Regions from separate parts of the Mus musculus genome. Here regions 1 and 3 are each linked to region 2. A link is a contact called in public HiCAR-type and promoter capture Hi-C data. All regions are on one chromosome and are shown on one strand. Each heading gives the region's core, a stretch centred on a gene start, on an enhancer-like site or on the middle of the called end of the contact. The rest is flanking DNA. Distances are from core to core; before and after follow the strand shown. Region 1 holds the start of Terf1 (telomeric repeat binding factor 1). Region 2 holds the start of Slco5a1 (solute carrier organic anion transporter family, member 5A1). Region 3 holds the start of Arfgef1 (ADP-ribosylation factor guanine nucleotide-exchange factor 1(brefeldin A-inhibited)).

What was found. Promoter capture Hi-C pulls out the DNA fragments that hold promoters and counts their contacts. HiCAR-type assays count read pairs that join an accessible place to other places.
Region 1: a contact with region 2 is called in a HiCAR-type map of astrocytes, with 4 times the contacts expected there. The contact joins the promoter of Terf1 here to the promoter of Slco5a1 in region 2. A contact is called at or near these places in 2 of 39 promoter capture datasets (embryonic stem cells and pre-B cells) and 1 of 115 datasets of contacts at active chromatin or transcription factors (astrocytes).
Region 3: a contact with region 2 is called in a promoter capture Hi-C map of hippocampal neurons, with 12 times the contacts expected there. The contact joins the promoter of Arfgef1 here to the promoter of Slco5a1 in region 2. A contact is called at or near these places in 2 of 39 promoter capture datasets (hippocampal neurons and pre-B cells), 1 of 484 Hi-C or Micro-C datasets (embryonic stem cells) and 1 of 115 datasets of contacts at active chromatin or transcription factors (astrocytes).

The regions. Positions count from the first base shown.
Region 1 is chr1:15,804,321-15,807,706 of GRCm38.p6, reverse strand. It overlaps Terf1 (telomeric repeat binding factor 1), which reads right to left and starts at 2,061. Exons shown (of 10, transcript NM_009352.3): 1 at 1,750-2,061; 2 at 1-66. The coding sequence starts at 2,029.
Region 2 is chr1:12,989,492-12,992,771 of GRCm38.p6, reverse strand. Slco5a1 (solute carrier organic anion transporter family, member 5A1) reads left to right here and starts at 1,637. Exons shown (of 9, transcript NM_172841.2): 1 at 1,637-3,192. The coding sequence starts at 2,277.
Region 3 is chr1:10,231,137-10,234,233 of GRCm38.p6, reverse strand. Arfgef1 (ADP-ribosylation factor guanine nucleotide-exchange factor 1(brefeldin A-inhibited)) reads left to right here and starts at 1,564. Exons shown (of 38, transcript NM_001102430.1): 1 at 1,564-1,863. The coding sequence starts at 1,740.

The sequences.
Region 1 (3,386 bases), core at 812-3,311, 2.8 Mb before region 2:
AAAACTGACATATATACACAGTTTTCAATTGGTAAGCTGTAAGTCTGTGTAGTCCATGAATAATAGCTAAAAAAAAAAAAATTTAAAAACCTTTTATTAAAATATTATCACAAACTAGTACACCTACTGTGTAGACACAATACAGTGTTAAATATTAGTTTATAAACAGGAATGGTTATTCTTAGTTCTCGACTACATATAGATTTAACTAAAACCTAAAAATGGCTGGGTACATCTGAGAGTTATTTTTTGCTTACCTGGATCACCTGAAGTGGGAATTCTGCTTCTAATTGGGACTTTGGAGTGGGAGACAAATGTTTAATCCAGATCTTTTGAGGAGGAACAACTCACCTCCAATCTGGGCCTCGCCTTCTGGTGGAAGCCTTTATAGAGGACATGGAAGAGGGACGCTCTCCCTCTCCCCACTTACTCCCACTCTCAGGAGCAAGTCCATTCCTTCACTGACAGTGGAGTCGACTTTGGGATTCTGGCATATACTGGCGATATCAAGCATCATAGACCGAACATTACTGGATTCTTAAAAAGTTGTTACTCAAGAGAACCCTAATATAATACTCAACAAAAACTGATCATAAATTTAGAACTGTAGATTCGAATTAATTTTTTAAAAATCTTTAAAAAGTTGTAATATTACTGTTCTAACAAACCATAACTCAAATGTGAAACAGATACTCAAAATTGTTTTTACCAAGATTCACATCTAAATTATAAAATGTATCAAATCACTACTTTGCAATTTATACCATGAAGTTCTTTGTATTTTAGGAAGTAGTATACATATGTAAAGGTTTCCATTGAACTTGTTCAATTCATAATCAACTTTATAACATTTATTTCTTTTTTGTTTGGTTGGTTGGCTTTTCGGGACAGGGTTTCTCTGTATAGACCTGGCTGTCCTGGAACTCACTTTGTAGACCAGGCTGGCCTGGAACTCAGAAATCCGCCTGCCTCTGCCTCCCAAGTGCTGGGATTAAAGGCGTGTTTGAACAAACACAAAGATACACTTGGCAGTGAATATGTACACTGGTAAGCCAACCATATTCCTGGATGTCTCTCACCAACACACAGGCCAGAAGACAAACTTGGGTCTGAGTTTTCAGGCACTGTCAAACTTTTTAAACATTTAAACAAAAGATTCATTTATTTTTATTTTATGAATATGGGTATTTTACCTGCACGTCTGTCTGTGTAACATGTGTATACAGTGCCCGTTGAGGCCAAAAGACGGAAATTTGATCCCCTGGAGTTTAAAAATCCTTCCTCCCCAGGCCTTTGTTTTTGGCCTTCCACTGGCCTAAAGCTTGCCAAATTGGGTTGGGCCAGGGGTCAGTGAGCCCTAGTCACCGGTCTTCCCAGCGCTGTAAGTATATGTGTATGGCATAGGCTCTGGGGATCAAACGCAGGTTCCCTGGCTTGCAAGATAAGCATTGACAAGCTGTACTACCTCCCTTGGCAGCCGCATCCCGGCCCTTCTTAAATGTTTCTATATTCATCTGTTAGAGTTTGGCTCCAGAAGCAGCGGTAGCAACTGGGCTGGCTCCCTTTAAAACAAACAAACAAACATTCTGTCCAGGGGACGCGGAAGGCGTGGGGGCGGGAGCCAGGACTTCCAGCAAACAGGAAGCGGCCGGTTTCGCGCCGTCTCCCGCCTGGGATCCCGCCCCGGTGTGTGCGGGGCAAGCAGGTCTCGGCCGCGACGCAGCCTCCGGCCCGGGAGCCCGCACTCACCCTCGGCGCTGTCACGAGTACGACGAAAGTCCTCGGAGCGGCCGTCACGGAAGGCTCGGCACAGAGACAGGCAGAGGAAGTCGAGCATCCAGCCCGCAGCCACGGCCTCCACCTCAGCCACAAGCTCCGCGTTCTCCATCTCTCTCGGGGTCCCCAGCTGAAGCTGGCACTGGAGCAGCTCCGCGTCGTCTCCCACCTCCTCCTGCTCTGGAGAATCCGAATCTGTCCAGCCCTCACGGCTCGGCGCGTCCCGGGCCGCTGAGGAGACCGTCTCCGCCATGTTAAACCGAAAGCGCTCGCCGTGCCTCAGCTGGCGCCGTGCGCTGATTTGCTCGCGGTGGGCGTGGAAGTCAGCCAATCGCATCGCTAGGGTGGGCTAGTGGCTGGAGCTTGGCTTCCGATTGGCTGAGAACTGCTAAATTCCTTGTCGATCCGAGCCCAGGCGTTTTGGATAGTGTAGCTTCTGGATGATAGGCTAAGATACATTTTAAAAAATGCAATCTGCGCTGGAAACAGGGTAGTTAAAACCGAGAGGTTTTTGACTGCAGATTTTGACTGCATGGCACTGCGCGTCTATAATCCCAGCAGCACTCAGGAGGTGGAGACAGGAAGATTAGGAATTAGGGCCATCTTCAACTACAAAGTCTAGGCCAGCCTGGAGCACTTGAGCGTTATGGCAGCAGCAGCACCAGAAATTTTAACTTGTCGCCATAAACATGAGCATTTAACCCTGTTACACTGTAATCACACTGTCTTTCTACCCTATGTGTTCATTTTATTGAAATCCGGGGTTATTAAAGCTGAAATTGCTGGGCTCTGATTTTTCACTAAAGTTCTGCCTGGGGTGAGCGGGTAGGATGGTGCTGACCCTGGAATTCGCAAGTCTAGTCAGTTCCCCATGAATGCTGAGACTGTTAGTCCCAGGACCACATTTTGATCACTATTACTGTACAATGTTTGCATTGAATGAAAGTATAACAACGTAAAAACAGAATTCTAGGCCTTTAGGCCCAGGCTTGGGAATGTGGCCTTTGTAAAGGTATGCTAATCATAAAAGAGATAGCGACATTCCTCTACCCACCCGCTTCCTGGGTTCAAAGAGTGCTCATTCAAAGAAAGTCACCCTGGCCATTACCAGAACCTGCAATGCAAATGTGCTATTGTTAGGGGCTCTTAGAAGCTGTCTTGAGAGTTAACAATTACCAGGTATTCCTTGTGACTCTATTAACTTTACACTTCCTTGTGACTCTTAACTGGTATCTTTGGTATCTTCCAACAACGCCCTCCCCACTTCCTTGAGTTTCGGTTTCTTCCTTTAAATACCCCCTTACCCAGCTACTGGGGCGCCACGGTCCTCTACCCCTGCGTGGTGTATGACCATGGGCCCGAGAGCGCTCTTGAATAAAAAATCCTCTTGCAATTTGCAGCAAGACCCGTTTCTTGTGGGTGATTTTGGGGTGTCGCCTCTCCTGAGTCAGAACGTGGGGGAGCCCTCACATTGTGGGTCTTTCATGACCATGAGGGCATATTACCCCCAGGCTCTAGAGATGGTGTTGCAGTAAATATTATTTGGGGGTTCTACCCTGTGGGGAATTGCAGGTTGGTCTCCAGTTGAGCTGAGGTCTTAACCCCGATGG
Region 2 (3,280 bases), core at 388-2,887:
CCTCTGCTGCTCCGGTCCTGGCGCGTCTCTGTGCGTGTGTGTCTGCCTGGGGAGAAGAGGCTTGGGTGACAGGCCAGAGGTTGGGGGAAGAGTTAGCCAGCTCGACTCGCAGTCTCACTCCCTGATTTCTCGGCGGCGGGACCGAGACGGTCTCCGCAGGCGGCTGGCCCATCTTCCCCCACCGCTGCCGTCCTACAGCGGCTGATCCTCTCCCAGCCCGGCAGATTGGTCGTCACCCTCGCTAGTGAGTTGCGAAAGCTTGTGCGCCTAGCAGAGCGGCGAGCTGTGCCTGGCGGTTCTGTCCTCCCACCGGCTGTGTGTGTGTGTGTGTGTGTGTGTGTGTGTGTGTGTGTGTGCGTGCGCGCGCGCGGAGGGGATGTCCCTAGGATTCCGCGTTGGTTCCGAGAGCTCGGGGCGGGGATCCGCGTGTCCATCCCATGCGAGTCTGCGTCGCGATGCGGCTGCTCCCTCAGCCAGGGGCTCCGACGCCGGGATTCCCCAGCTCGGCGTGCAGCCACGGGTGGAGTTCCCCGGGAAGGCGCAGGGGTGAGCGGGCGGAGCCCAAGTGCCGGCTTGCAAGCCACTGGCAGTCCGGTCCTGAACAATACTGGGAGATGTTGTAGCCGCCTCTCTCATCTTTTTTCTTTTCGCAGCAGCATCACAAAAGCTCAGAACGAAACCCAACGCAGCAGAACCCCAATGCCTCCCATCTGGTGCACTTCGCCGCCGGGGCAGGAGGAGTATAGGGTTCCCCAAGATTAGGGATGGGGTTTACAGCGGAGGCGCACCTGTATTAGCGCTCGCTGAATTCAAACCAAGCGCTGGCTCGCACAAAGTGAACTCGTGTGTGTGTGTGTGTGTGTGTGTGTGTGTGTGTGTGTGTGTGTGTTATACTTCAGGCCTTCGCACACCTCACGCTCTCAGGGTGTGCTTGGCAAATAGCACACCTCCGGGCCGGCGTGCCTGTGTTGAGCCGTTTCGGTGGGCTCCCCGCGCACGCTGTGCCAGCTTGCCAGCGTCTCTTTGTTTGGTGTGGCTTCACTCAACCATTTGCAAAGCAAATTGATTTTCGGTTTCGCTCAACCTTGCGCTCTGGGACTTAACGTGGGCCACAGCCTCGAATGCCCTCGTTACTTGTAATTGAATATAGTTCTTTCCGGCAAGGGGCTATTTTTAGTGTAGAGAATAACCACGCAAGCATGTTGATCCCCTCCCCCCACGCGCTGTCTTTGACTTTAAGTAGGTGTTTGATGGAGCGGACGCATTCACATCTCGTCGCGCACACGTGCCAGTGTACAAGTGTGCACACATATTTCTACACGTAGTTTTCTTTCTACCGCTTAAAAATGTATTTTAAAATTTGAGACCAGGAATGTATTGTGTGCTTGTAAAAGGAAAAAAAAAACTTTCCTTTGTTCTTCTGGGAATCTTCTATTTTGAGTCATGGAGTAGGAGTACCAGAAGGTTGCTATTAGTTCACTCGAATAAAAGACACTGCCTTCTGAGTCAGAGCTGCCAGGCTGATAATTATTAACATATAAAAGCAAACGCACTGTTTAAGGCAAAAGGGGCGGGGCGGGGGCAGGCCCGCCGCAGACAATGAGCGAGAGTCTTGGCGGACCGCCTGCTGCTCATTGTTCCGGGACTTGAGGCTGCAGTCTCTGCAGGTCCCTCCTGCACGGTTCAGCTCCTGGCTAGCACCTCGGTCCCTCTGGGGTCCACGAGGTTACTTAGCACTAGTCACCGGACCCCGGGTTGCCAGCCCCAAGTGCATCCGTCCCTCTGACCATCAATTCTCTGCTTTACAGGTCGGCAGCTTCACGACCCTGTGTGTCACAAGCCTTGCGGTGGGCACCGAACACCCCTGGAGCCACAAAGTGGGATGTTGTTCGGACAGTTGCGCTAAGAGACCCCACACTGGGCCCAGGTCGCTCTAGCTTCTGGCCACCGTCTGAGAGGCGGCGGCGGAGGGGATGAGCACCGGACGCGCAAAGCGCCTACCGCGAGCTATCCCTGAGAGTGGACACCAAGCAGGACTCCTCGAAGGACCGCGTGGACCTTTACCTCCCCCGGTACAAGGTGGCTTCTTGTTGTGCCTCGGGTCAGGATGCTCTGGGCACCTCCCTGCTGCTGAGATGTTTTGCTTCCAGGCTCTGCCATCCCCAGCCCGGGTCTCAGGAGGAGACGACTGAGTGGGCCGGGCATCAGCCCCTCGTTCAGGTGGATGAAAAGTGCCGGAGGCCTTATATGGAATCAGCGATCACATTTTAAGAGCCATGGACGAAGGGGATGCGCAGTCTCGGGCCCAACAGCAGCTAGAGGCACCGTCTTCGGTTGGAGCTGTCCAAGAGAAGTGCGAGTCAGAGTCCTTCAGGTCTAAGAGTTTACCGGTCCTGCACAGCGCCTCCTGCCGGCAGAATTTCAGTGCTGGGAATGCAGATGGCAAACTGGCCTTGGGTTGCAATGAAGCTCCAGGTCGCCAGGAGACGCATCTAGGACGGAACTTGATAGTCCCCAGCCCTTCTGCTCCATCCACTTCGGCAGGCACTACAACGGAACTCATGGACTGTAACCACAGGATGGACCCCAGCAAAACTGTGTCAGTATCTTCCACTTTGGCCACACTCCAGGAGAGAAGGTGTCTCTACGTGGTCCTTACGGATTCTCGCTGCTTCTTAGTGTGCATGTGTTTTCTGACTTTCATCCAGGCGTTAATGGTCTCTGGGTACCTGAGCAGTGTCATCACCACCATCGAAAGGCGCTATAGCTTGAAGAGTTCTGAGTCAGGGCTGCTGGTCAGCTGCTTTGATATAGGAAACCTGGTGGTGGTGGTGTTCGTCAGCTACTTTGGTGGCCGTGGGCGAAGGCCCCTATGGCTGGCAGTGGGTGGACTTCTTATTGCCATCGGGGCTGCGCTCTTCGCTTTACCTCACTTTATCTCACCCCCCTATCAAATCCAAGAGTTGAACGCTTCGGCCTCCAACGATGGCCTTTGTCAGAATGGCAACTCCACAGCCATCTTGGAGCCTCCTCCCTGTCCCAAGGACTCGGGAGGAAATAGTCACTGGATCTACGTGGCTTTATTCGTTTGTGCACAGGTTCTCATTGGAATGGGCTCTACACCGATTTACACCCTGGGACCAACCTATTTAGATGACAACGTCAAGAAAGACAATGCATCCTTGTACCTAGGTAAGACTTGGAATTCTCAGGCATGTAGTTGGCTCACAGTGACATTCTTTTTCTTCCCCAGTCACAAAGGAACACAACCTTTTGTGTT
Region 3 (3,097 bases), core at 315-2,814, 2.8 Mb after region 2:
AACCCTAGCATTAGGAAGCAAAGACAAATTAGAAATGGAGTATGTTTCCCTGATGTATAACAGAATGTACATTATATTTGATGTAGGAGCAAAATGAATCTCTAATTTCGAAGATTTTAGTGTTTAAGATGAAGGTAATGGATTTGTAGATTTCTCAGGACAACCACATTTTGATGTATCTGTCCATTTTAATTGTATGTCACCTTCAGATTTCCCATTTTTATTTCCTTTGGCTTTTCATACGTCTCAAGTCTTGTCACTTTGCAGCGTTCACACCTTTGGATTCTGATTGCTGCATTAATATAAATCCACAGCTAACACACTCTAAGGAAAAGAAAGCAAAAGCTGTATCCTAACCGGGATCCCATGTTGCTGGAGACACGCAATAGCATGGAACCCCCTGTAAACCGGCTGCATTTATTTCATGGGATTCTTAACGTTTTCTCTCAGAAGCAATGCGGAAATTTGAGTTCTGTGGCATTAAAGCAGGCACAGTATGGTCAGGAGTATCTGTTCTTAAAGCTTTTCCATTCTGAAAACTCCGGATTAAAGGTAGAGAACGGGAGGGCTCTGTGCGGTACCTGAGTCAGAAGCACTCACCTTAACTTCAGTGTCAATCAGAAAAGGGCATGAAACCTAGGGTTTACTGATTTACCCTATTGAGAGATTTAAAAAGTGAAAATATTCCTGAATCTTCGCCCAGTGGTTTTTAGCTTACGTTTTGCAAAAGAGATCCATCTTGAAGTAATTGAAAGTATCGGTCAAGGATAGCAATTTCCTACACCTGAGAAGGAAATTTAGACCCCGTGTGGCAGGCGGAAACCAGGTGCGCCTGAGGGAGCGACGCGGGTGTTCCTGTGGCCCTAGGACCGCGAGGAACTTTGCTCCCCGGCGACCGGCTGTCCAGAAAGTTGGGGAAGCCCGTGCACGGTAGGCAGGGGTCCTGTCGTCCCGGCCTTGGGAGCGCCCCTGTGCTCCGATCACGCATCCCAGTAGCCCGCAAGAGCAGAAGCCCCGCGCCACGCCGTGCCGCGCAGCAGGACGCCCGCCACGCCCCACGCTGCCCTGCAGGCGAACGCGGGAGGCGGCGAGTCCCCGCCGGGCCGCCGTAGAGTTGCAGCTCCGGCCGCTCCTCCCGCGCCGCCCTCCGCCCCTTGCCTCTCGGCGCCGCGGCAGCTCTGGGCTGGCGCTGGCACCGCCGCCGCCGCCGCTTCCTCTCCGCAGCCGTTCGGCCGCTGCGTGACGCGTCGTTTCCTCTCAACATGGCGTCCGGGGCAGGTCGGCGGTGATGGAGGCCAGTCGGCGGCTGCGGCGGATGCTGGTCCCCACGGTAGCTAGGGCAGCCTCGCGCCTGCTGGCAGTGTGAGGCGCCGCCACCTAGGCCCTCGGCCCCGGGAAGACGGCCGCCCGGGCCGAGTGCCGCCGCCGCCGGGCCGTAGGGACGAGTGAGGCGGGCGGCCGGGAAGCGACCCCCGGGCCGACGGCGCCGAGGCCGGACGGGCGCGGCCCTCGAACGGCGGCCCCTCGAGCGTGGCGAGGCTTTCGACGCCCTTGGCGGCCCCGCGGCCGCTCCGCGTCGCCGGCCGCTTCCTGGTGCCGCCGCTGCCCTCCACGCCTCCTCGCCCCCACCGCCACCTCCTCGCCTTTCTCCCTCCCCGTCCTCATCCCGGTCCCCGTCCCCCTCCTCCGCCTTCCCTCCAGCCGCCGGGACCGCCGCCGCCGCCGCCTCCTCCGCGTCCATGTATGAGGGCAAGAAGACGAAGAACATGTTCCTGACCCGGGCCCTGGAGAAGATTCTGGCCGACAAGGAAGTGAAGAAGGCGCATCACTCCCAGCTGCGCAAAGCGTGCGAGGTGGCCCTAGGTGAGCCCGGAGGAGGCCGCGGCGCGGGGTGCCGGCCGCGAGAGGTGGGCGGCGTGGCGGGCGGCTCGTCCGGGGAGCCCTGCTGGCCGCCCGACTGGAGTTGACAGCAACTCGGCTGGACGCGGGGCACCGGCTGAGTGGAGGAGGATAGGCGGCCAGCCGGGGCCCCTGGAACTCGAGATGGTTACGGATCGCGAGGCACCTGGCTTCGAGTGGTCCACAGGACGGGATGGGGGGAGGGTTGTTGGTGGCCCCTGCGGTGCGGACAGAATGTCATCCTTTGTGATGGAGCAGAAGATGAGCTGTTGTTTATTAGCTTAGAAATTGAGGTGGGGCCGATCTGACGAGACTGAGCGTGGGGGAGGGTTCCGTATTGCAATTACAATAACTTTATGATTTGGCGTGGTACTTTGGGAAGAAAGGTTGAAGTTGTTCCCTCGTTGACAGTCTCGAGAAAGGGGGTTGCAAAAGGTGCCTCGAGTTTGCCATCTCTCTGCCCCAGCTACAGGAAAAAAGAGTAGTAATGTAACCTACTGGGCTGACCTGGAAGAACAAGACTAGAGGTTAAGGGGGTGGCGGTGGCCGTGTCTGTGTGGAAATGTGGAAGGAAAGAACCTTTAGATAAATTGACTTTAGGTAACACAGAAAGGGGTGTGTGTGAAATGAGAGAAAAGAGAAAGACAATGACACCCACCAGCCACATGTCTGGACAGTGGCAGCTGTTCTCAAGCTTCAGTTGTGATTTATAGTTCAGACAGAAGAGGTCTAGTGTAATGAAGCCACAGCAGGGCAAATCCCAAACAATACCTATAAAACCATTGTAGGCAGATAACGATTTGTTTGCGGTAGGTTTGGTAGGTCTAGTGCATCCATCAATAAGAGAATTGTTAAGGGAGAAGCCAGAACATTTAACACAGATAAATTTGTGATGCTTACCCTTTTGTTTATAGCCCTGGACCAGAGCAGCTCAACTTTGCAAGAAATGAAAATGGTTAAAAGTGATTTTTGAAAAACATTTTTGAAAGGGGACAAACTAACTTTATGCTAAAGTAAGGGGTCCAGATAGGTTAGAGACAATTTTGCATTTAAGTTTTGACTTAAGACTACCATTTAACTTACTCCAAATGTTACAGCCGCCCTTCCTCCTTTTTTTCTCAATACTTAGTAATATGAAAAACATCAACTGGATTTGTTTAACATCCACCAAAAAATGGTCCTTTTTGTTGGTGGTGTT